2 separate regions of the Salmo salar genome follow, and region 2 is linked to region 1. The links are chromatin contacts, called in public Hi-C maps. All regions are on one chromosome and are shown on one strand. Each heading gives the region's core, a stretch centred on a gene start, on an enhancer-like site or on the middle of the called end of the contact. The rest is flanking DNA. Distances are from core to core; before and after follow the strand shown. Region 1 holds the start of olah (oleoyl-ACP hydrolase). Region 2 holds the start of LOC106588247 (histone-lysine N-methyltransferase 2B).

Evidence for each region. Hi-C and Micro-C count contacts between places; a contact is called where the count stands out from the background.
Region 2: a Hi-C map of muscle shows a contact between it and region 1, with 4 times the contacts expected there. The contact joins the promoter of LOC106588247 here to the promoter of olah in region 1. A contact is called at or near these places in 3 of 3 Hi-C or Micro-C datasets (blood, gill and muscle).

Annotation. Positions count from the first base shown.
Region 1 is chrssa27:5,450,877-5,456,601 of Ssal_v3.1, reverse strand. olah (oleoyl-ACP hydrolase) reads right to left here and starts at 2,127. Exons shown (of 7, transcript NM_001141261.1): 1 at 2,084-2,127; 2 at 950-1,080. The coding sequence starts at 1,076.
Region 2 is chrssa27:5,890,519-5,896,243 of Ssal_v3.1, reverse strand. LOC106588247 (histone-lysine N-methyltransferase 2B) reads left to right here and starts at 3,040. Exons shown (of 38, transcript XM_014177065.2): 1 at 3,040-3,412. The coding sequence starts at 3,110. It overlaps LOC106588248 (putative zinc finger protein 66), which reads left to right. Exons shown (of 5, transcript XM_014177067.2): 5 at 127-1,871. The coding sequence ends at 843.

The DNA of each region.
Region 1 (5,725 bases), core at 878-3,377:
TTAGTTCCAGTGAAGGTTAATCTTAACGCTACAGCATACAATGACATTCTAGCCAATTCTGTGTTTCCAACTTTGTGGCAACAGTCCGGGGAAGGCCCTTTCCTTTTTCAGCATGACAATGCCCCTGTGCACAAAGCAAGGTCCATACAGAAATGGTTTGTCGAGATCAGTGTGGAAGAACTTGACTGACTTGAACCCAATCGAACACCTTTGGAATGAATTGGAACGCCGACTGCAAGCCAGGCCTAATCGCCCAACATCAGTCCCTGACCTCACTAATGCTCGTGGCTGAATGGAAGCAAGTCTCTGCAGCAATGTTCCAACATCTAGTGTAAAGCCTTCCCAGAAGAGTGGAGTCTGTTATACAGCAAAGGTGGGCCCAACTCCATATTAATGCCCATGATTTTGGAATGAGATGTTCGACAAGCAGGTGTCCACACACACTACATGCCCAAAGGTATCTTGCCGGCTAGATAGAGCCTAACTACATAGCTGTCTAGCTAGCCAGCTAACATTAACTAAGTGAGAATGGGATGAGGACAGGGCTGTTTGCTTGGTGAAGTGTACTTCTGATTATTTACTTATTCAAATATGCCGTCACTAGATGTGGCAAGCTACTCACCGTCAAACCACCATGCCTACTCTCTCTCTCGACTTAGGGCTGAATGTTGTTCAATAAGCAGCTCGTAGAGTGCCATCTTTAGGCAACCATTGAAAAATTCTAAAAATGACAGCAAATGAGAAGACCTACTGTATTCGTTACTTCTATGTATATAATATCGCAGGATTATATGCGGAATAAAGGCCGACAAATATTTCTGTGAAAGACTAATATTGGCCAACCAATTTATCGGTCGGGCTCTAAAAATAATAGTACCTTACGTAAAGCGCCTTTGGGTCTTTGAAAATGGCTATGTATTATTATTATTATTATCATCATCATCATTACCTTCAATGGAGGTGAGGATTTTCCCCCAGCGTGCATAGTGTATGGAGCCTCCACCTGCCCATGGGAAGCATATCAGCCTGGCCACGGCATCAGGTCTCTTACTGAAGCAGTTGATCACCTTGTCCATTCTACTGTATTTGACAAGAGAAATGAGGATAAGGATAATGTATGTATAATGTGGTAAAATTGAATATGCTATTTGCTAAGGCCAGCATCCTGGAGTCGTCTCTTCACTGTTGACCTCGAGACTGGTGTTTTGAGGGTACTATTTAATGAAGCTGCCAGTTGAGGACTTGAGGCATCTGATTGGTTTCTGATTGCCCAATGTCAAACAAACTAAAACGCCTAACAAAACCATGTGTTCATGCAAGTATTTGTTTATTGGAGAAAAAAAATGCTCATGTTTAATCCATTATTGATTATCAAGAAGCATAACTTGTCTCTCAAACTTCATATCACTTTCGTCTTCCAACAACATGCAGGAGAAAACAGCACAATAACCACTCGCTCTAACCACTCCGTCAATAGGGTAAATAAATTCAGTAGTCTTTATCCCTGGTATAGACTCGGGCCCTAATCAGCATGTTCTCATAAATGCGCTGACTACTCACATAATGTTTCAGACATATCAAGTTATGGTAAGCTACTGCGTGAGTATCATCGAATGTTCGCAGTCAAACCAATAATACTGCGTGCCTCCGGTTATTTTCCTGTTTTTGGTCCAGACTGGCACCACGTCACGAATGGAATCGGACCGAGACCACCCCCACAGTGCGTTGTTTTGGTGCGCTCCCGTGTGCTGATAGAGTTCACACCCGTCCAAACGAACCGAAATAAGGGCGAATATGCGAGAGTTCATAAAAAACGCTCGAAACCAATTTGGTGCGAAAGCCCCCTTAATTTCCTGTGCATCAGGATGCAAAGGACACACCAAAACGCAATATTTTTTTTATATATATATATATATATACCAGGTGCAATGTATAGGTTTATAAGCTACCGCAAACGAATCATGTTTGTTTGAATTCTGGTCACATTACTGCCAGATCCAGTTCTTACACTTGATGTAGCTTACTAAATCTCACGTCACTGAAGAATTTCTAAGAGTAAACTAGTATGTCATACTGTAAATACCTGTTAAATAGACGTGGCACTTCACATTTTCTCAAAGCATTTCCTTCAATTTTAAAGCTTCCTGGTTCTTCTCTTCCTGTTCTTCTTCTTAGCGAATTGGCTGGCAGATCGCATCCAACTTTTAGATGCATACACTGCCACCTATTGTGCTGGTGTGTGAGGCCATTCACGGCCAACCGACATCAAATTCCTAATAAGGTAATAAATACAAAATTGGGAAAAAGGAAAATTGCCCTGCCAACTATTAGCCCTCTCTAAAAAACACCAACCCATTCCACTATTTAACCCTATCTAGTCCTATTCCAGAACCAATGGAGGCTACTGAAGGGGAGGACAGCTCATAATAATGGCTGGAACGGTGCAAATGGAATGGCATCAATCACATGGAAACCATGTGTTTGATGTATTTGATACCATTCCACCCATTGTGCTCCAGTCATTAACACGAGCCTGTCTTCCCCAATTAAGGTGGCACCAACCTCCTGTGTCAGAACACTATCACTCAACACCCCCTGCAGCTGTTCTGCAGCAAATCCTTACAGTCCCAAGTATTTCCCTGCCTCTGCTACCACAGCCCTGGTTCTTCTCTTCTTCAGGTTTGGTTAGTAAACGGATGCTGAAATAGATCAAAAGTGCCATCTGAAGTCTGGAGTGTGGAATTGCATGGTAAATAATTAATTTAATATAATTGATATATATTCTATTAAATAAATAAAGAACTTAATTATGGATGTACAGTACTATATATCATATTAAATATATAAATAACTTAATTACAGATGTACAGTACTATATCATATTAAATATATAAATAACTTAATTATGGATGTACAGTACTATATATTATATTAAATATATAAATAACTTAATTATAGATGTACAGTACTCTATATTAAATATATAAATAACTTATTTATAGATGTACTATATATTAAATATATAAATAACTTAATTACAGATGTACAGTACTATATATCATATTAAATATATAAATAACTTAATTATGGATGTACAGTACTATATACCATATTAAATATATAAATAATGTTATTCTGGATGCATAGTACTGAGGCCAGTGATAAAGTTTGGACTAGAGATGGAAGTGTGTTTTGTCCCTATGCATTGCATTGTCAAATCCCTTATACATAAAGGATCACTGACAACGTTTTTCTTTCACAAAGTGTAATTCTCTTTCAGTCGATTTGGTTCGACATCTCACTATGGGACATGCCCTCTTTTGTGGGTCATTGGTTGAAGCCTTATTCAATCATGCCTAACAGGCCAATCAGCGCATTCTGGGTGTAGGGGAGAACGAGTATGTTTATCCCATTTTTACAATCAGCATCACTCCATCAAGGGAAATATACTATTCTTTCTAACAAAGATATGTAAGGGATAAATGCCAAGGTTCTGTACATTAGACGTTCTGTACATTAGACGTTCTGTACATTAGACGTGCTGATATACATTAATGTACAGAACAGAGGCGTTTATCCCCCTTATACCACAGTTGCCCCCAAAAAATATTAAAGCACACATTTACCGGTATTAAAACTTATTTTTTGGGCCTCCTTAGTGGCATAGCGGTTAGTACAGACCCGGGTTTCCTTGTCCCATTGCGCTTTCTGAACGATGTTTCCTCCGACACATTGGTGCGGCTGGCTTCCCGGTTAAACTGGCGGGTGTTAAGGAGTGCGTTTAAGCGGGTCATGTTTCGGAGGACGCATGAATCCACCTTCACCTCTCCCAAGCCCGTTGGGGAGTTGCAGCGATGAGACAAGATCGAAACTTTTGTTGTTGTTGATATTTTCATACTTTTTATAAGCAAATTAATACTTACTCATCTATTGATTGCTAGAGACGCGACCCAGTCGTTCGTTAGATTAGTTTGATCTTTACAAACATGACCCAGTCGTTAGTTCTTTATGTTCCGTTGCCATGCTCAGTGGCAAAGTTCTTATCCCTTGCTTGCTGCTAGCTAGCCAACTAGCTACAGCTACCAGAGTATGTGAGCTGGAGTGGAGCAAGGAGTGGAGCATGCCCAATTTGACTAGAGTCTGGAGCGAGTTTCGCAAAGGCTGAAGCATCGGCCTTCTAGCCCACTCCAATTTCGCTCCAGTAGCGCTTACTTCACTTAATTAGCTCAGCGCATGCCCGGCCCAGCATGCATTTGTAGGCTACTTGTGTGCTGCTATAGCACCTTGCTTAAGGTACTGTCATGGAGTTTGCTAAATATTTTCATAAAGAAACTGATAAAACACTCAGGTGCAAAATCAAGGTGACTTACAAAGATGAGGACCAAGAGCAAGAGAGGGAGTGTGGTGATGTAACTAAAGGCGCTGCTGCGCCTTCTTCACCACGCTGTCTGTGTGGTTGGACCATTTCAGTTTGTCCGTGATGTGTACGCCGAGGAACTTAGAACTTTCCACCTTCTCCACTACTGTCCCGTCGATGTGGATAGGGGGCTGCTCCCTCTGCTGTTTCCTGAAGTCCACGATCAGCTCCTTTGTTTTGTTGACATTGAGTGTGAGGTTATTTTCCTGACACCACACTCCAAGGGCCCTCATCTCCTCTCTGTAGGCTGTCTCGTTGTTGTTGGTAATCAAGCCTACCAGTGTAGTGACTTCTGCAAACTTGATGACTGAGTTGGAGGCGTGCAAGACCACGCAGCCATGGGTGAACAGGGTGTACAGGAGAGGGCTGAGAAAGCACCCTTGTGGGGCCTCAGTGTTGAGGATCAACGAGGTGGAGATGTTGTTTCCTACCCTCACCACCTGGGGGCGGTCCGTCAGGAAGTCCAGGATCCAGTTGCACAGGGCGGGGTCGAGACCCAGGGTCTTGAGCTTAATGATGAGTTTGGAGGGTACTATGGTGTTAAATGCTGAGCTGTAGTCGATGAACAGCATTCTCACATAGGTATTCCTCTTGTCCAGATGGGTTAGGGCAGTGTGCAGTGTGATTGGGATTGCATCGTCTGTGGACCTATTGGGGCGGTAAGCAAATTGGAATGGGTCTAGGGTGTCAGGTAGGGTGGAGGTGATATGATCCTTGACTAGTCTCTCAAAGCACTTCATGATGACGGAAGTGAGTGCTACGGGGTGATAGTCATTTAGCTCAGTTACCTTAGCTTTCTTGGGAACAGACCATATACCACGAATATAACAAAACATTTATTTTTACTCAAGTATCCAGGCACGACAGGCCTTATTGCTTAAATATTTCAGGATGTTGTGCATCCCTGGAGATTATCAGAGTTCATGTAAACATTACAGTTTTGAAAACATGGCTTTTCCTCAAAAAAAGGGCTCTCTTGGCACAACTTATGGGGTAAATTGAGCTGGGGGACAGAGTTAGTTAAGCCTCAGACACATTTCTCTACTGAATGAAATATTACCGCAACCTTTTTAAAACCTTGTCTATCTTTTTTCCCAAGCACAATCAACACAATTACAATCGCTTTTTGTCTTTTAGTAATTTTAAGCATCTTTTAACTCAGGCTTAACACCTAACAAACACTTTGTACATGCAGTTCTTGACACAAACCAGTGCGCCTGGCACCTACTACCATTCACCCTCTGAATGGCACACATACACAATCCATGTCTCAAGGCTTAAAACTTAAAAATCCTTCTTTAATCTGTC
Region 2 (5,725 bases), core at 1,791-4,290, 440 kb before region 1:
CCGGTACCTTTTTTAAATGTCCGGTAAATGAAAATGCTGCCAGGCAAATGTCCGGCGCCACATTTTCATAACGGAAACCCTGCCTGAACCTCTTTGTAATTTTTTGTCTCTTGATGTCTCTCATAGTTGACAGTCCACCGGCGACAGCTGTGCAAGGAGCGTCGGTGTGCGTGCAAGGACTGTGGCATGGTATTGCGGGGCCCAAACCAGTTACGCACCCACTGCCTCACCCAGCACCCCCAGCTGCTGGAAGAGAAGGATGATGACACCAAGACTCATCGTTGTGGCAAGTGCGGCCGCAGGTTTGAGATGGAGGTGGAGCTTGTGCTGCACCAGGAGAACTTTGTGGGTCATCGGCATTGCGATGCAAAAGTCCCAGCCAAAAAACGCGGACGCCCTCCCAAGAAAGTGTCTGTGGCTGAGCCAAAGTCTGCTGAGCGAGAGGCAGCTAATGGAGAGAAGAGTGGGAAAGCTGACGATGGGGGAGAGGAGCTTGTGGCAAAAGGAGGGAAACGACCGGGTCCACCCCATAAGGAGGAGCTCCAAATTCCCTGTCCTGAAGCTGAGTGTGACCTCATGTTCTCCTCTGTTGCCCTTCTCCGGGCCCACAAGAAGGAGAAGCACAGGCGGCCACCTCCACCTCTCAAGACTCACCCCTGCTCTGAATGTGAAGAGAGCTATGCTCGACCGGAGCAGCTCAAAGCCCACATGGTCATGGCTCACGGCTACGGCCAACACAACTGCCCCACCTGCGGCAAGACCTTTGGCCGGGAGAGCAACCTAAAGGCACACCAGAAGACCCACACTGAGGGAGAAGAGGCAACAGACAAAGAAAATAGATAATCTGGGGAAAGGGGAATGTCATCATGGACAATTTATGTAATGGTTAAAGGTGCAATATGCAGAAATTGCTTAACATTTTCTGGTTGCTAAAATTCTAATAGTTTGCTTGTTTTGTCACAAACTAAAATTAGGCAATGTATAGCATAGAGAATCATTCTACCATCTAAACCACTGTGAAATATATTGTCAGCTGTTTGAGGCTGGTGTACAAACCCAAAAGTAAAAGCCGCAAAACGAAACTTAAGGGAATCATAGAAATGGCGCACATAGAACAGATCGACGGCTTCTTAGACTTGCTTTCAATGAGTTGCTTCTTTCTATAACTCATATTTCTATGTGAATTTGGTCGGGTTACCTACAAAGTTAGATGCTGCAGCTTTTAAGGGTTTGGAAAATATAATTTAGTTAAAACAGGCATTGATGTGGGTGGGTTTTTTATGTTCAAGATGGGAGTTTGGAGTATGTGACATACCATTATGGATAAGCACTCAGTTGGATCATTAGCTTGTTCCTGGTTGCTCCCACTGATTATTTTGAAGTGCTTTTAGAACCCTCTAATGATGTGTACATGATTGTGAATTTCAACTGCCAGCCCCCTTCCAGGGTAGGAATCTATTTCCGTATTACCTCAATTGTGAGAAGATTTAGTAACTTATCATACTGATTTTAGTAGGAAATCAATGGGTTTTTTTGGTTTACATTTTAGTCATTTAGCAGATGCTCTTATCCAGAGCAACTTACAGGAGCAATTAGGGTGAAATTCTTTGCTCAAGGGCACATCAACAGATTTGTCAGCTCGGGATTCGACCTTTCAGTTACTGGCCCATCGCTCTTAATCGCTGGGCAACCTACCGCCTTCAACATTCCACTCATCATTTAGTTTACGTTCCTGTCAAGGCATCTTCTGATCATGTCAATTTATATATATTGGTCTGGAGAATATATTGTTCTGTGAAGGATGTCGTTGTTGTGATATGATCTTGTATTTTTTTTCATCCATAATTAAATAGTAAGGAGTGATTTTTAAATTGGAGTCTGTAATTTATGTGAATTTGAGATTAGTGGAAACTAGTGTGTGAACCTGAAATTAATGGAAAAGATGAATACTGAGTAAGATTGTATGGTGCTTATCTTTTCCATTCATTGAGGTTGTGGCAGAAGGAGCTAGTGAGGATAGAGAATGAGAAGGAAATCCAAAGGCAGAAAAAGGAAAAGATGAGAGGTCAAGGATGAATGAATGTAAAAAAATAAGCCTAAAATAAGGCAACTGCTTGTAGTTGAGAATGGGAAAGAGGAGAATAACACCTGGAACCAGCTAAGGAGTGAGCTGGAGATTAACCTGGCTAAGAGAAGTGGAGGAGAAAAGGAGATGGACTAAGGAGGGATGGGTCCAGGTCAAAACCATTCTGGAGAAGAGCAGCAGAGAAACAGGAAAGGGGGATGGTGCTGTGGAGGAGGAAAAGAGTAGATAGGTTTACGAGGGATTGGTCGAGAAGCAGCAGAGAAACGGTATATAAGGGTGGTGCTGTTGAAGTAGATGGATACTCTGGAGAGTCATATAAAAAATAATGGCAGGTGTGGCTCAGTTGGTAGAGCATGGTGTTTGCAACGCCAGGGTTGTGGGTTCGATTACCACGGGGGACCAGTATGGGGGGAAAATGTATCAAATGTATGCATTCACTACTGTAAGTCGCTCTGGATAAGAGCTTCTGCTAAGTGACTAAAATGTAAAATGTGATGTAGATGTTGAGTCAAATGGAAATGAGTATCATGGAGAAGGAATGCAGAGAGAGATGGAATGACATTGATTTTGAGGGGTATTTTATATTGCTGTGATCACTTAAGATCCTCATTACAAATAAGAATCTGTGTGGTTACCTGCACAACAATATATACATATTATGGCAAAAAGGAGAGGAACATGTGGGCAGAAGGAGAAAAAAATGGTTAAAGTTGCAAACATTTACTGCAAGTGGACTGAATACTGAATAATAATGCATTTTACTATACATGTATGTTTATGTTCTTTTAGTTCCTTTTAATACTTTTTTACTTAATTGAAATATAAAACATGAATAAAACAAAATGTATATGTACTCCACATTCATAAACCCTCAAAAAGAATGCTGAGAATTCTGAAATACAACAAACTCGTTTTCCCATGATGCAATGGTATTTCCTTCCGATCTCGCGCCTTTCCATCTTGTTTCACCAGAAGCGCTACAGACACAGCGCACTACCACCGTTGTTGTTATAGTAGTGAATAATGGCGGCAGCGGGAGGGGGATTATCATCTCCCGCTAATGGCGCGGGTTCCAGCACGCCGGCCGTAGCCCGGGCCCGTTTCCCGGGCCGGCCATGGACATCTCGTATTCGGCTACGATCGGAGAAACGTCCGCAGCGGGGAAGGTTGGGCTCGGAAAGTGGAGGGATAGTCACTGGAGGCCGGAGGCCCATCAACATTGGACTAACGTTGAGCGAGGACCCGTCGCTGCTGCGCTTACTTGGGATTGCTGATAAACATAGGCGCCAGAGAGACGCGGGTTTCTACTCAAGCGGGAGTGGAGAGGTGAGTTTCCAAGCCGTGTAACAGCCCCACACCACAGACCCAATTAACACGTGCATGTTCCACAGCCTTCGCTGTGTAATATAGATTATATTGAGAATAAAGTGTCTGATAACGTTCGTTACCTGGCTACAGTAGGTATCCAACTATACAATTGTTCAAACTTCAATTCTTGCTGAACCAGAATCTGTGTTTACAGGTGACGTTCAAGCCGTATTCAACGCCTCTTTTATAAATCCAGATTGTGGTTCAAATGTTGGCTAGTTACTGTACCAATCCACTGTACTCAGTGACAAGTAAACATTAGTAGTTAACAGTGACAACATCTCCTGACAGCCTCCTAGACTGACATTAACGTTATCAGGATCTTTGATAATCGATGATTTTAGGCGTTGAAATTGGCGGTAGCCAACATTACTCTGTCTGGATACAAGTTTTTCTGCCAATTTAACTAGCTTTTCTAAAACAATGTAGTTAGCAAGTGATGCTATCTATTTAGCAACTTTTGCAACACAGTCACATTTTCACACATCCACCATCACACTATGTAGTATCGACACATTATAACATATTTGGTATCAACGTTGCCCCTGTTCAGATTATGCCATAGTATCTGTCATTTAGTCCACTCCCGACAGCCCCCATCGTAAGTGAAAGATGTCTGGCCCTGTGGAACAGAAACGATCTTGAGACATTCCACTGCATGTTTTAAGTGGGCTACACCAAAAGCTTGGTCCGTGTGTCATTTAAACTTAGAGCAGTTTGTTCTAGTTCATATTTAACTGACTTCTCCCACCATAGTCTACTAGTATTGACAGTTATCTTTTATGTGAGCTTGTCATCGCGTTATCAATCAAATTGGCGCTCATGCCATGCTCACAACTAGGCTAATTGCTGCGTGACATGCCCCATTCGGCAAGCAATTTAGAACTAGTCTACTGAGACCAGTGGTCACCAACCATTTTTGAGTGAAGATTACTTTGAGTCAAAATGCAAGCCAAGATCTACCGATCAGAATATATTTTTTTACATGACTTCAAAAACGTAAGCCTATGTAACATTAACCTATTAAAAGCATTACTCTAGCAATGAGGTGTGTGAATCTAATAGCAACAGCTATGATGTGTTGCTAATATGACTAGGATTGTGCCGTAGGATTCTGGACAACGAAAGAGAGTTGATATGAAAATAGAATAGGAGAGAAATGCTAGTTAATTGCATGAGGAAGTCTTTATAAAATAATTGCCTCCACGTTTCTACTGATGGATTTTCGCAAGGCAACTTTGAAGCAAGGTAAAACAGGCCTCATTATTCAAATCAAGTCAAATTTTATTTGTCACATGTAAGGTTTATGCAGGGGTAAATTTCACTTTACAGTGAAATGCTTACTTACCAGCCCTTGACCAACAATGCAATTTTAAGGAAATCCCTAAAAAAGTAAGAGATAAGAATAACAAATAATTAAAGAGCAGCAGTAAATAACAATAGTGGGGCTACGTACAGGGGGTACCGGTACAGAGTTAATGTGTCAAAGTGCGTGGGCACCGGTGTCAAGGTAATTATGTACATGTAGGTGGAGTTATTAAAGTGGCTATGCATAGATAATAACAGAGTAGCAGCAGTATGGGGGGGGGGCACAATGCAAATAGTGTGGTTAGCCATTTGATTAGCTCTTCAGGAGTGTTATGGCTTGGGGGTAGAAGTTGTTTAGAAGCCTCTTGGACCTAGACTTGGCGCTCCGGTACCGCTTGCCGTACGATAGCAGAGAGAACAGTCCATGACTAGGGTGGCTGGAGTCTTTGACTATTTTTAGGGCTTTCCTCTGACACCGCCTGGTATAGAGGTCCTGGATGGCAGGAGGCTTGGCCCCGGTGATGTACTGGGCCTTACGCACTACCCTCTGTAGTGTCTTGCGGTCGGAGGCCGAGCAGTTGCCATACCAGGCAGTGATGCAACCAGTCAGGATGCTCTTGATGGTGCAGCTGTAAAACCTTTTGAGGATCTGACCCATACTAAATATTTTCAGTCTCTTGAGGGGCAATAGGTTTTGTCGTGCCATCTTCACAACTGTCTTGGTGTGCTTGGACCATGTTAGTTTGTTGGTGATGTGGACCCCAAACTAACTTGAAGCTCTCAACCTGCTCCACTACAGCCCCGTCGATGAGAATGGGGGCGTGCTCGGTCCTCCTTTTCCTGTAGTCAACAATCATCTCCTTTGTCTTGATCACGTTGAGGGAGAGATTGGTTAATTGCATCACAAGGTCAGGTCTCTGACCACCTCCCTATAGGCTGTCTCATCGTTGTCGGTGATCAGGC